Regions from separate parts of the Hordeum vulgare genome. Here region 1 is linked to region 2. Evidence: chromatin contacts called from public Hi-C data. All regions are on one chromosome and are shown on one strand. The core of a region is the stretch at or near the end of the contact, and the rest is flanking DNA. Distances in the headings are between cores, read along the strand shown. Region 1 holds the start of LOC123398072 (transcription factor HHO6-like). Region 2 holds the start of LOC123395564 (protein misato homolog 1).

What was found. A called contact is a pair of places that touch in the nucleus more often than the background predicts.
Region 1: a contact with region 2 is called in a Hi-C map of seedling, with 3 times the contacts expected there. The contact joins the promoter of LOC123398072 here to the promoter of LOC123395564 in region 2. A contact is called at or near these places in 1 of 6 Hi-C or Micro-C datasets (seedling) and 1 of 1 datasets of contacts at active chromatin or transcription factors (embryo).

Annotation. Positions count from the first base shown.
Region 1 is chr5H:66,508,558-66,511,257 of MorexV3_pseudomolecules_assembly, reverse strand. It overlaps LOC123398072 (transcription factor HHO6-like), which reads left to right and starts at 1,284. Exons shown (of 5, transcript XM_045092581.1): 1 at 1,284-1,767; 2 at 1,862-2,103. The coding sequence starts at 1,515.
Region 2 is chr5H:66,192,120-66,194,819 of MorexV3_pseudomolecules_assembly, reverse strand. It overlaps LOC123395564 (protein misato homolog 1), which reads left to right and starts at 1,446. Exons shown (of 9, transcript XM_045090577.1): 1 at 1,446-1,744; 2 at 1,826-1,927; 3 at 2,009-2,054; 4 at 2,246-2,324. The coding sequence starts at 1,673.

The sequences.
Region 1 (2,700 bases), core at 35-2,534, 320 kb before region 2:
CGAGAGAGAGAGAGAGAAACCCGAATGAAAGGATCGGGAAAAAGACTTTCTTGGACACCCGATCAACACAACCGACGGACGAATTCTATATACAGACGATGCGGCCCCCGATGGCGATCATGGAGGTCGACTACCCGAGTCGTGGCGCGGTGCGGAAACAACGACAACGACTAGGGTTTGAATCGGGGTTAAGCTGATACCATGCAACAAGAATAGAGAAGAGATTCATTGACTTGTTAATGTATTGCATGAGCCTCGTTGCCATATATATATATATATAAATATACATGATTAAATTGAATTACAAGATACGATAGAAATAAGGGGACATCTACGCGTCGACTGGCGGATCTTTTTAAAGATCTGCCCTCTCACGAGCCGTTGGATCTAGTGGCATGAACATTTTATTTACTTTGCAACAAAGGTCGTGTTGCGAAAAATTTACAATATAAATTATGTTGCAGATTTTTTGTGCAACGGAGGTTATGTTGCGGAATTTTTCACAACTGTGATTGTGCTGCGGATATTTTTTTTGTAACATGGGTGTTGTTTCAGGAAAAAATTACAACACAAATAATGTTGCAAAAATATGATAGTACATACTCTGAAGTACAATTTTGAAAGGAAAAAAGAGACGATGGAAACTTTTGTTGGGTTAATCCAGCAGGCCAGCACCAACTTGTCTAGTAGTAGCAAGCTCGGATAGGAGCTACACAATGGCGGTAGCCACGTGGCCCTGCGTCTAGTCTATCCCGTTGTTTATCCCGGCTGGATACCTACGTCTCACCTACTCCACCACCCGGATCTTCAACACGCAGCAGCAGCAGCAGCAGCCGAGCCGAGCCGAGACACCGCGATTCCTTGGCCGAATGGACCACGGAATACGCGTGACAGCCAAAGGGAATCTTCCGGCCATCAACCGTCATCCCGCCCCTCCATCTCTCCCAATATTGCACGCTCCTCGAGTACCCAAGAAAAGCTTCTCTCAACAACAGCGCGGGAGGGCCCTGTGCGTTATTATGGGTATCTGTAGGGGCCACGGCATAAAAGGGCGGAAAAGATTCCGTGGGACGGGGCACCGCGGGCGCGTGGGAGGAGGCGGTATCTGGACGCCTCTTCCGTGTTACGCGACGAAACGCCTCTGCCTCCGCCCCCGCCTGCCAACCGCATCCATCCACACCGCATGCGGGCAGCATCTTCTTTTCTCCGGCTACCTCCGCTTTTTTACCATCCTGCCCCTGCCGCCCCCATAAATGCAATCCAACCGAGGTGAAAGAAAGAAGGCAAGGCAGTATCTTCGTGGACGATTCCATCCCGAAATGACCGTCGTGCCCCCCGCCCCGGCCACCTGAACCGTCCCCTCGTCCGGTATAAACGCGGCGCCAGCACGCAAACGGCACCACCATTCTCATTCCCATTCCCACTCCTGCCACCTCCTCCGCTCCGTCGCCGTCGTGGATCTGCGCGGGCGAGGCGTCGCGGGGGGAGGGAGCTCTGGGCCGGCTGCGGCGGCGATGGGGTCGTCGTCTGCGGTGCAGAAGGAGGCCGTCGTCCTCGGCGGCGGCGGAGGGGCCGGGGAGGACCACCGGCTGCGGGCGCTGGCGGCCAGGACGATGACGGACTCGCTAAGGGCGGCCGTCGCCAGGTCCAGCTCGGCGGAGAAGGTGGCCAGGCTCGAGGACTGCGCCCGGAGCCTCGAGGCCGAGAAGGCCAAGATGGAGGTCTTCCGCCGCGAGCTCCCCATCAGCGTCCACCTCATCGCCGACGGTGCGTCCGTCCGTCCGTCCTTCCGCCCCGCTTGTGTTCCAGGTTTATTGGATTGTTTGGCTGGGTTTTAATATTTCGGTCGTGTTGAGTGCAGTGATCGAGTGGCTGAAAGATGAGGTGGCGCAGCACCGGAGACCGGCGCCGGATCAGCTGCTCGCACCGGCGCCGTCGCCGTCGCCTGCACCGCTGGCGAAGAGGAAGGCGGAGGGCGTCAAGACGGAAGCGGACGCGAGCGACAAGCGGAGCTGGATGAGCTCCGCGCAGCTGTGGACCTGCGGGAGCCACAGCAGCACCAGCAACAGCAATGGCGACAGCGCCAAGAAACACGCCCAAAAGGTAGAGCCATGAGACGAGAACCTTGGAACACTACTGAAAGGAGATGGGTCAGTTCAAATTATATCAAATATGAAAACGAGGTGGAATTTTTTTGGGGTTTAATTTAAAACCTGTGCTTAATTAATCATGCTAACTAGATAATTTAATTAAGATTCGGGATGGAGGGAATAGCATAATGTCAAGAACGAAAGATACTAAAAGCTGTATAATGTTCAAGAATGATGGCGAGTTGTTAAATTATGTGACACTGAAAAACTAGGAAACTTTACAGCTCGTCAAGTGGGAAATTTTGTGCTAGCAGGCTATTGTTCTGACTTTCGTTCAGTTTTAGTTCAAACTTGAACTAAAGCCACGACACTTATTTTGGATCGGAGTAGAAAAAAGAAAGATAAGTAGCTCTTTCAGCTCATTTGCAGTTTTCATTTTAGGGATTTTTTGCATCACAGATATTCCAAGATGGCTTTGTCTTGCTATCTTCAGATCATACTTTTTTCGGGGCGGTTTTGATGTGTCATTCTTTTCTAAAAAGAAGACGTCAGTTTATCCACCAGATTTTGCATCCCATCTCATAAGGACAATCCTAATCTCTTTGGCTCA
Region 2 (2,700 bases), core at 197-2,696:
CAACAAACCTGAGGTAGCAATGAATACGATGGAACTCGTCATGGCTGACGTTGTTGACGCGGCCGTCCATTACGAGCTGCCGCAGCTCCGCCTCCAGCTCCACGGCTCCCGCGTCAGAGCCGCAACCTCGGTCGCCCTTTGCCGTGTGTGCCGGCTTGGCCCATCTCGCACACGCACAGGGGAGCCCGCGAGGAGGGCCGCGGTGGCGTTGGTGACGCGGGCGGCCTCGAGGACGATCCAGGTGAGCGGGTACGGCACGTTGCAGAGCGAGTGGAGGAGGCTGGTGAGGTGGAGCGCCTAGAAGGCGCGCGAGTCGATCGGGGTGACGACGAGCACCTGGCGCGGCTTCCTGACACCGTACCAGCAGTGCTGCTCCTCTTGCACGCGCTCCACGATCCGGTGCGCCCGCATGACCTCGACGGGGTCGGGGTGCGGCCAGGGGCGGATCCGAATCCCGTGGCGGCCGACAACGACGTGGCTCTGCGTGCTTCCCGCGGCCTCCTCGAGCGCGGCGGCGGTGAGGTTGTCCGGGTTGCCCGGCAACGGGTTGCCCCCTCCTCCTCCTCCCTCCCTCCCCTCCCCCTCCTCCTCCTCCCCTCGCTGATGCGAGAATGGCCTCCTCCTCCCTCCCTCCCCTCCCCCTCCTCCTCCTCCCCGGTGTGTATGCATATTCATCCCCGGTGTCTCTTGCACAAGCACATGGTACAGGCGCGGACAAGCAGTCGCCAAAGCAATCAACGCAGCAGTCTTCATCACCCGAGCACGCGCCCTGACGAGGCGTCCTCCATCCTCCCGTGCGAGACAGCGACCGCCTTCTCATCCTCCAGCACGGCCGTAGCCGTCTCCGCCGCCGACAAGCACGTCACCCCTCACCCGAGCACGCGCCCCGGCAAGGTGTCTTCCATCCTCCCGCGCGTGCACGACGACCGCCTTCTCATCCTTCGCCGTCGCCGCCGGATCTGCGGGGAGGGGCGGACGCGATCTACCACTCACCTTCTCCTGCTCCAACGCGGCTGGAAGAGGATAAGATCAAACAAAGGATTTCGACTGAAAATTTTACAGATGTAGGGGCTTTCTTGCAAATCTAAAACGTTTTTCCACATATCCACTTAATCAGGGACTACGGTTTGAATGCTCGAAAACGGAGGGACTTTTTCACAAAAAAGCCATGACGGACGACCAGAAACCCTAATTGCTTTATTATTAGGGAGAGATAATCTAATTTTAGCTGGATTAGAGTAGATTGTGAGTTTTTAATAATTTATTCATTCAGTTTTCATACTCTACAATATAATATGTCCTGTTTAAAGACATAATAAATTATAAAATTTGAATTATATAATCCGAATGGTTTCGACCTTAGCAGATAGGCTGATGGCGTACTAGAGGCCCACGTTCTAGCCCTGGGCCCATGTTCAGCCCGGCACCAGACTGAACCGTGTGGAGCTCCCCGTCGAGCAGTCCACGCCCCCCAAACCCCCTTCCGCCGCCTCACCCCGCCGACGAGCCCACCGCCGCCGCCGCCGCCGCCGCCGCCGCCAACCAGCCCACTACCTAAAATCGTTACAGCGCGAGCGAGCCGCTTCTTCATCTCCTTCCTCTCCGGCGGCGGCGACAGAAACTGGTTGCTCGGCCACGGCCGCCACGCAGTCCCCGTGAGGCACCGGGAGAGATGAGGGAGGTGGTGACGGTGCAGGTCGGCGGCTTCGCCAACTTCGTCGGCTCCCACTTCTGGAACTTCCAGGTACTGCCTCCGCGACACCCTAAACCCTACCCTCTTCGGGACGACAAGCACTCAATCCCCGTCTCTTTGCCTGCTCTTCAGGATGAGCTCCTCGGGCTCGCCGACGACCCCGCCGCAGACGCCGCCTTCAGGACCGCGCCGCTCGACATGGACGTCCTGTACCGCACCGGCGAGACGCTCCAGGTAGAGCCAGGCCAAGAGCTTATCTTAAACCATGCATCATTTCCATCGGTTCGTCTTAGTCACACTGCTTAATTTCGTCAGGGCGTCTCCACCTACTGCCCCCGTTTGGTATCCATTGGTTCTCGAGGTAATTTACTTCCGTTCTTAATTTTTGTATGTGCTGTTGTGCTGGATTCACTCTAAATATAGCAATGTGCGACAAGCTTAATACTCTCTTTACATGTGTCGGTATCAGGATGCCTTTGTGTGAATGTGTAAATTGCCTGTTATTTTGTCAGTGGTTGTGTACATTACATCATATAATTATACCGTTTGCAGGGTCTCTTGGTTCTTTAAGTTCTTCCGGCGCTCCAGGTCTGAGTAGCGCTGCCTCGGACCAGCTCAATGTCACTACATGGCAAGTGACACTCTGAACTTCTCCTGAATTTGTCTCCATGCCTCGTTTGCCAACTATGCCCCTCATGCATAGTTGGTTGTCGTTGTGGTCTTTTATGCAAGCTAAAGGGAAACAGGAGGGTTTTGTCAATGTTGTTTTGGATTGCTTGTGCAACTGGGCCAGAAATTCACTAGATTCAGACTAACAGAAAGTAACTTTGGCTATCCATGACTTGTCGTACTCTAACAAACTGAGGGAGCATATTTAAATTGCCAAAGCAAGAACATATCACTATGTCAGGATATAACCTTCACTGTATATATGTTTGCTTGATACTATTCCTTTTTTTTGCAACCTGTAGGAGCACTGAATTGCTCTTAGCCTCTTACCCTCATAA